2 separate regions of the Zea mays genome follow, and region 2 is linked to region 1. A link is a contact called in public Hi-C data. All regions are on one chromosome and are shown on one strand. The core of a region is the stretch at or near the end of the contact, and the rest is flanking DNA. Distances in the headings are between cores, read along the strand shown. Region 1 holds the start of LOC100284399. Region 2 holds the start of LOC100283855 (nucleoside diphosphate kinase 4).

Region 1 (4,646 bases), core at 1,612-4,111:
ATGATTATATTATCCTCTTTCCTCTGTTTTTAACTAGCTTGGTGGTCTGAACTCGTTGCTGCAAGTTGAAGCATCTTCGTCAATACCACATGTGTCGCAAGTACCCACCATCATCTTAGGTATGGATGTTTCACATGGTCATCCAGGACAAGATAGACCTTCGGTTGCAGCGGTAAGATGGGTGTACCTTTACTTGTACAATTCTTCTGCCCACATGGAATCTGAGTGGTTTTGTAAAATATGTGAAATGGATGTCTGTTAATCTGATGTAAACCATACCTTTCTTCTTTGTTTAGGTGGTTAGTTCTCGTCAATGGCCTCTTATCTCTAGATATAGAGCATCAGTGCACACCCAATCTGCCAGACTAGAAATGATGTCCTCGTTGTTTAAGCCGCGGGGTACTGATGATGATGGCCTCATCCGGTAAGAGATATCTTCTTAGTATGTTGATGTATGGTAAGCGTGATGACTTTTGGATGCTAAGTTTATCTTCGTATTTGGGACTTCCAGGGAATCACTGATCGACTTCTACACTAGCTCTGGAAAGCGAAAACCAGAACACATAATTATTTTCAGGTCTGAAGCTTTGGGGTTATTGTTAGCTTGTATCACTAAATCTTTTTGTAGAAACAAATTCTTTTTTTTGTTTTTGTTTTGAGAAGTATGTATGGTACATTCTTTGCTGGGATGGATTATTGATACTTTCTTAGCCGCCGTGGCGTAAATGTAACCATTTGCTGGGTTTTAGGGATGGAGTCAGTGAAAGTCAGTTTACCCAGGTCATCAACATTGAGCTGGATCAGATCATCGAGGTAATACATTTGTTTGATTCGTCCTTTGCACATTTGCTTGCTTAGTTCAGGAACGAATTGCAAGGTAACACATCCTTGTAATTAATGCAGGCATGTAAGTTTCTGGATGAGAAGTGGTCACCCAAGTTCACTGTGATTGTTGCTCAAAAGAACCACCACACCAAGTTCTTTCAGACGGCATCACCAGACAATGTTCTTCCTGGTAATATGTTTATTTTTGTCATACTAAAGGGAGTGTGGTGAGATGCGGTGACAATAATAAATGTGTTTGTTTGTTACGCAGGAACTGTGGTGGATAGTAAAGTTTGCCATCCTAAGAACTTCGACTTCTACATGTGTGCACATGCTGGGATGATTGTGAGTTGATCTCAGAATTGAGCAAAAAGATGCTGCTGTCTTGTTCTTGTCTCTGAATCCTAGATGGTTCTTCGTCTCAGGGAACAACAAGGCCGACCCACTATCATGTTCTGCACGACGAGATAGGTTTCAGTGCCGACGAGATGCAGGAGTTTGTTCATTCGCTCTCTTACGTGTAAGTAGTAGTAGTAAAATGCTGTTTTGGCTGTGTGTGTGTGTGTGTGTTTTGTGCTTACGCTGCGTGTCCTGCTGTGCAGGTACCAGAGGAGCACGACAGCCATCTCAGTGGGTAGGCCGCTTGAATCTAAAGCCATCTTGTGCAGCACAGGGACAGCAGGTTGATTTTTTTCTAGTGTCTGTTTTTGTGTTTGCAGTTGCTCCAGTGTGCTACGCCCACCTCGCTGCAGCCCAGGTGAGCACGTTCCTGAGATTGGAGGAGATGTCAGACGCGTCCTCCAGCCAGGGAGGAGGGCATACCTCGGCTGGCAGTGCTCCTGTGCCGGAGCTGCCTCGCCTGCATGACAAAGTCAGGAGCTCCATGTTCTTCTGCTAGCTGATGTGCGTGCGCATCAGGATCGAGCTCCATGTTTTGTGTTAGTAAGGCCTAGTTAGTAAGGCTGTAGAAAGAATGTTTAATGTTTGCATGCTAAAGTCCAAACAATCAAAACCACTACTATATCTACCAGAGCACTGATCGATCAAACAACAAGAGTCAGCATCAATCAATCAAAACCACCACTATTCTATCTACCGATCAATCTACTCTATACCTGAAGCACTCACTCGCTCGCAAACAACCAAGGGATCATGGATCCTTGAGTAGCTCCATTGTCCAGTCCCTGACCTTGACGAAGCATTTCATGGACAGCCTCTCGTACGCCATCTCGTACATCCGGAGGTTCATGTAGGCGAAGCTCAAGTAGGTGGCGATGCACTCTTGGTGCCTGTGGTACAGCGCCGGGATGGTCAGAGCGGCCACCACACTTGCGTAGCAGGCGGTCGGGAAATCTGTAACGCTGCCGACGATGGACACGCTCCACAGGCAGAGGAAGGCTCTGTAGAAGAGCAGCGAGTCCCTGCCCAGAGCGATGTCCCGGAAAGCGTCCGAGGCGGCGTCCAGAGCAGAGCGCAGCAGCGCCGCCGCCTCGTCCACGGCCTGCTGCGGAACGCGCAGCTCCGGGACGGGAGGCTGCGGCCTGTTCAGGAGGCGCGCCGCTTTGGCCCACAGGAAGAGCACGGTGAGGAGCAGGAGCAGCACGTTGGAGGCGAGGGACACCAAGGTGTAGCCGCCGTACAAGAGCAGCCAGGAGGAGACGGTGCCCGCCAGCAGGCAGGCGCTCACGTCGGCGCGGCCCCGGCGCCACAGCAGCACGTCCCAGACTGCTGCAGCAATCCGATCCGATTCCGATCCAGATATATTAGTTAGTAGATCCAATCTCGGGCGGCCAATCCGTAATAATAATTGGCTGAGAGAAAAGGTGGGAGAGAGTACCGAATCCTCCGACGGCACATGTCCCGGCGCCGCCGCCGCCGCCGCCAACACCAACACCAGCATCCACCACCATCGTCGTAGTTAATACTAAGGGAAGGGAACTAGAGAAGGAAGGGAGGGGCCGATGCAACGGAAGAAATGGATGGAATTCGACCAACAGCTAGCTAGAGCGAAGCAGAACCCAATCCCAATCAAAACCCGAGAACGAACCTGCTTTTACTTTCCCAACCAGACGGTGGCTGGCTTGGAATCCCACTATCCCTCATTCCCTCTACCAACAGGGCACCGGCCTGGCCTCCCTCCCCAATCATCCAACCACCACCTTTTTTTTTCTTCCTTTTGCTGTGTTTTCTTACAAACTTAAATCTACTCGAATATTGATTCAAGATATTATGGAGAGTAATTGAATATTTCGATGAATCACGTCATGTATATATTTCTTAATTACAAACTTCTATCACTATCAAATAAAGTAAACATAATGCTATTTGCAATAATATATACTATGTAAACATGACTAAATCAAAATAAATGTTTAATTTAATAGTTACCAAGTTTGCAAGAAAACATTTCCTTCCAAAGCACATATCATGATGCTGGCAATTTAGTTTTATCAGCTATAATAATATCATTGACAACACATTTTGTAAGTCCACATTCTAAATAAATTCTGTACATTATAACTAAAACATTATATCATATCAGCATAAAAAATAAATTAAGTATTCTATGTTTCTATAAAACAATAAACCATGCATTGTACGGTGACTGCGTCTAGGGAAAATTATACCGCATGCTAGCAAAACGTCCTCCAGTATTTCATTAGACACATTGGTGTCAACCTAATATCCTATTTGTTGTCGTTCCAACTAACCCCCTCTTATAGTGCTACAACACTATCATCTATGTGTGATGGTTTTACTCGTGATACCTCACTTACAGGTGAAAATAAGACCCTCAAAAAGGAGGCGAATGAGCTCATTCACGTCTTAATTAAAGCCTACAGTGGTGAGGCTCACTTGCTTAAATGCTTGGATAGTCAAAGATTCTAGGTATTAGACTAAGTAACTATTCTGTTTTGCTACAAATGTATTAGACTAATGCTGAAGGGCAAATGCCGAAGGTAGGTTTCGACCAGGGCGCGCACCAAGACTTTGGTGATCATTGTGAACATGCTTCGGACGAAGCTAATTCCGAAGGTCCTATGGGCGACGACAAACTAAGTCGAGAGGAGGAGAAGGATGACTTTACCCTTGACATGTACATTAGAATGAATGTATAGGAATTAAGGATATAATTGTAATTTTACTTGAGCTATGTCTCGAGTTTATAAATAGAGAAACAGTGTCATGCACTGTTCATCTTTTTTGGGGGGAGAATACTCCCATTTATTTAGCTTCCGAAGTTACCTTCGAGATCTTATTCGTGTAAAGCCAAAGGTATGCTTGTAATTGTTTATCACATTGCCAGGAATGGAATTTGAGATGAATATGCATATAAGTTAGAGGACTTGTTCTTTATTATTTGCACTTTGTATCCTTGTTAGAGATATGTGATTTTTTTACTTGCCACCTTCTTCTCTCATATAACCTTCGGAAAGGGGTTAAATGAAGGAAGAAGCAAGCATCGTACTAGTTTATGTTGTCTTATTTTTGACATCCCGGAGGATTCAAAAGCAAGTGCCCAACACTACCTTCATCCTTGGTCTGTTATCCCAAAGAGACAACACCCAAGGACGAATGTGTCACAACCCAACCAAGTTATCGGACCTACGTATACCAATCCTTGCCTTCAAGACCTCGGATAGATATGTAAGTGAATTAGATAACTTACTCGGGGTGCCGAGTTTCGATGAACTCGTTCATTTCCAAGGACCATTCACCCGTAGTTGTAAATATTACAATAACGAGACATGAACATAAACTTTAAACACAGGAGTTGAGCGGAAGACTTTACAATAAGATAATATACATTAGCAAACTTT
Region 2 (4,092 bases), core at 860-3,359, 490 kb before region 1:
CGAGCCGAGGGAGTTAAGAGCTGAAAGTGGTGGTAGTCTAGTTGGTTAGCTAGCCCCTGTACAAAGGCTTGAATGAAGATGGCAATAAAACTCAGCTCTCCCCTCTGCTTGCTTGGCACTGCACTCCTTGTGCCTTACTGAAAACAAGAGCAAAAACAGACTCATGAAGATTAACAAATTTCACGGTGTATTCCTTCCTTTCCTTGTGCCTTACTGCACCACAATCAATCCAACTCAAAAGTAATAGGTGACGGTAGCTACTTTATTACATCCTGCCTTGGTCTGTCGGCAATTATGTGAAAACTGAAAAGAAAAAAGCAAACCTCAAGAGATTTAGTCGCTGGTTAATTCACCCCATAGACCCACTTCTCCGCATTGCTGGTATAAGAGACCAGCTCCTTGGGTTCAAACCACAAGGCGATCTCATCCTTTGCTGTCTCCGGGCCATCACTTCCATGAATGATGTTTCTGGTGTGTTCATAACAAGCTTGTGAGTTTGTTGTAATAAGCTTGCATGATGCGAAACGCAAACCTCAAGAGAAAAGGTAAGGTACCTAACCTTCCCACAACAACACCAAGATCGCCCCTGATGGTTCCTGGTTCAGATTTCTGTGGGTCTGTGGCACCAATTAGTTTTCTCCCATACTTGATGACACCCTCTCCTTCCCAAACCTAGAGAAAATCAGTCACCTTTTGTTGTCCATGTATGTAAGCACAACTCTTTCTGTAGGGATGTTCGTTCCTTCTTACCATTGCAAGTACAGGGCCAGAGCTGAGGAAGTCACACAACCCGTTGAAGAAAGGCCTTTCCTTGAGATCATGGTAGTGCTTCTCAGCGAATCCTTTGGATGGGACAATCAGCTTGATGGCAACAAGCTTGTAGCCTTTTCTCTCGAATCGGTTCACAATCTCAGAAATCTGAATAAACAGAGCAGATGTCTGAAGAAATTCCAAATAATAATTGCTATATGGTCAAGAACAGAGTGCATGCAAACTGAAACTGGTTATTAGGATTGCATCTGAAGAAACTATGGTGCTGTGACAGTTGCTAGTACTGACCAGGCCTCTTTGGACGCCGTCGGGCTTGATGGCGATGAAAGTGCGCTCCATCTGGAATCACAGCAGAGGAGTGTTGTGAGCTTGAGAAAAAAAAAGGGAGAAAATTTCTGTCACTAGGATGACAAAATCACATGGGAGCCCACTCGATCATTTTGAGCTGGCCTACCCCCTGCCTGACATATAGCCCAGAATGCGTGAAAAAATAAAAATAAAAAGAAGAGAATGAGGGATCCAGGGTAGGTACCTCTGCAGCATGAGCCTCCTGGTCCTGGAGCATGTAAACTGCATGAGGAAAGGACTATTTGTCATTCATTTAAGCAAGCATATCGGATCAAGAGTGCTTGGGGGGGGTCGAATCTGATCGACGACTGGACTGACCTGCGGCGGGGACTGCGGCAGCGATGGCTCCCCATCCCGACGCGGCGTGGGATCCCTGCCTGTGGTAGGAGCAGGCGCTGGGGAGGATCTTCCTGCCAAAGTTGGCGAGCGCGGCGGTGCGGCCCTCTGCACATCGAGAACATCAAAGACGGATAAAATATATAAAAAGCTGAAACCTTTGAACAATCAATCACATCATATCAAAGACGCGGCGTGATTTGGTTTGGAATGGATTAGATTCCATGACATTCCACAGGGGTCCAAGGGCCAAGGATACATACCGGCGGCGAGGACGGAGAAGGAGGAGCGTTGAGAAGCGGAGAGGACGATGGACCTGGCGGCCTGGAAGAGCTTCCTGGAGGCGCTCCCGCTCATGGTGTGGTGGATTCAACGACGAGGAGGCTAGGGTTCCGGATGGGCTCAGTGATGGGCGCTGGGTGCTGCAGCTATCACTCCCACTCCTCCCAATTAATTAATAATAGAAGGGATGATCCACGCGTTCGTTAGCCGCTGCGGCAGGCAAAGCGCGCGATGCGATGCGATGCGATGCTCGACCTCTGCTCTGCTGTCCTCCCTTTCCCTTCTCACCGCCACTGGAAGGAAATGCCGATCGTCGGTGCATGCCTCTCCGTTATTGGCGTGGCTCGCTTAAAAAACGCAAAGGTTTCCGTTGGACTGGACTGGACTGGACTGGATCGGATCTCACTCCTTCCTTCGCAGACTCGTCTCTCCTTCTGACACCAACAGATCGGAGTCCCCATCTCCCTCTTCTTCCTTCAACGCAGCAGATTAGGAACGCTCACACCATTAACACTATCGATCAAAACTGAGTTAGGGAGCACTAAATAGGCCCGGGCGAAATAAACCAAAGCTGAATAACCGAACCAAATTAACCGTCAGTAATTTTAGTTCCATGTTTGAAATAATTAAGATAATTTCAATTATAGATCTCAAAAAACTGAATTAACCAAAAAAAAATCGAAATACAATAGAAGTCCAATAGACCAATAGAATTTTAGACATAACTCAATATAACCCTCCCAAATTAACCGTCGGTCCCTGCATCGAATTTGCTGGCGATTGAGCTGTTATGGTTGAGCTGTTTAGGGTGATTGGGTTTGGCACCACAAATTGGGAATCTGTCGGGTCTGCCCTTCACAGCAAAGACCGATCGTGTTTAGGTATTTGATCTGTGCTGCATCCACGCTCTCTCGGTGCGTTGCCTCTCGCCTCTTGTTCCTCTGCATTGTGCACGTGGTGATTGGATCGCTTATGGTTTTTTGCTGACGGCTCCGATGTTTTCTCCCCTTTTTTTACCTCAAGGAGATTATGAACGACCTCAATTGGATTGCCATCACGCTAGCTGGTCTCGGCACCATGTAGACATGCCTATAAGCCTTTCATTGTTTCACGAAGATTTCATTTGACCTTTTATATAATCTCTACTACCTATTAAGACGGTAAGGGGTAGGCTGCCTCATTCCGTGTTCTGTCATTCTCATTCCCATTCCTCTCATTCCCCCTCCCTGCAAAGGGCATTCACATTTCCATTCCGTGTCTTTCTTATTCTCCCTCCCACAAAGCCTATTCTCATTCCCACGTGCATCCCACGCCTAGCTAAAATTAAATTAAAAAAACAGGCTCCAAGGGATTCGAACCCGCGACCTCTCAAATAAATGTGTTTGTAGCTACCACTACACCACATGTGTGTTTATATCTACATCTATTATAGTAAAAACATATAATACATCTCTCCCGAAGCCTACATGCTACCCTTGCACAATGTGTAGTAGTAGATAAGTATCACTGAGATTATTAAATTATATTTTTGGATTGAGGGAGTAGTATTTAAAGAAGAGCCTTGCATGCAATTTCTTTTGTTTGAATAATGTTTTCAACTTAAATATTTTTTTGCATGTGTAACATTTATTCTTCGTAATATTTTTCCATGGATCTAACTTATAAATCATTTTCATAAACCAATGCCAAAGGTGAATCCATGTTTCTTACTTGGAAACCCCGAACAAACACCAATAGCACGAGGCGCTCACGTTGGCGTCGCTCACCGACGACGAGAAGAAACTTGGCGACTGCCAGTTCGACCTCTGGAAGCAGTCCTACATGGCCCATGCGCCGCTGTGTACGGCAAGCTCCGGCGCAGCCGCCGCTTGGACGTGGTCCAGAGCGGCTGCACCGCGCTGTCCATCGTCAAACATGGGGACCTCATGGTCGTCGCCAATGTCGACGACTCTCGGGTTATTCTGGGCATCGCAACCTACGACGACGCCATCACGCCGTCTAGCTCATTATCCACCTGAAGCCTAACCTGCCACGTAAGTCGCTAATGATCGGCCATGAATTCTTGTGCGCTGGAATGACGACCATTGTTTTTGTTGTGTGAGTGTCCTCGAACAAGATGTATGTAGAGGAGTAGCACATCCGGTGGTGCAACGACCAGGTGTACTACCTCGCTGATGAGCCCGGGGTGCACTTCATTTGGCAGCCCAGACAAGAGTGATCGGTACTCACCATATCGCGCGCGTTCGACGACTATTATATCAAGGATTGTGGCGTCATCTCGACACCGGAGGTGAGCAGAGGTGGACCGACAACAATGACCACTCGCCATCGTCGGGGTACCTTTTGTGCCGGCCT

What was found. Hi-C and Micro-C count contacts between places; a contact is called where the count stands out from the background.
Region 2: a contact with region 1 is called in a Hi-C map of bundle sheath, with 3 times the contacts expected there. The contact joins the promoter of LOC100283855 here to the promoter of LOC100284399 in region 1. A contact is called at or near these places in 2 of 25 Hi-C or Micro-C datasets (bundle sheath and tassel).

Annotation. Positions count from the first base shown.
Region 1 is chr6:179,987,644-179,992,289 of Zm-B73-REFERENCE-NAM-5.0, reverse strand. LOC100284399 reads right to left here and starts at 2,861. Exons shown (of 2, transcript NM_001371990.1): 1 at 2,663-2,861; 2 at 1,792-2,553. The coding sequence starts at 2,735. The coding sequence ends at 1,976. LOC100383316 (argonaute104) reads left to right here. Exons shown (of 23, transcript NM_001361992.1): 15 at 38-172; 16 at 297-424; 17 at 512-577; 18 at 750-813; 19 at 904-1,015; 20 at 1,097-1,170; 21 at 1,251-1,345; 22 at 1,428-1,459; 23 at 1,545-1,854. The coding sequence ends at 1,723.
Region 2 is chr6:180,476,544-180,480,635 of Zm-B73-REFERENCE-NAM-5.0, reverse strand. It overlaps LOC100283855 (nucleoside diphosphate kinase 4), which reads right to left and starts at 2,109. Exons shown (of 7, transcript NM_001156753.1): 1 at 1,719-2,109; 2 at 1,438-1,563; 3 at 1,304-1,341; 4 at 1,060-1,110; 5 at 751-918; 6 at 560-672; 7 at 152-468. The coding sequence starts at 1,812. The coding sequence ends at 345. It overlaps LOC100382313 (CCT motif family protein), which reads left to right. Exons shown (of 4, transcript NM_001175062.1): 4 at 1-117.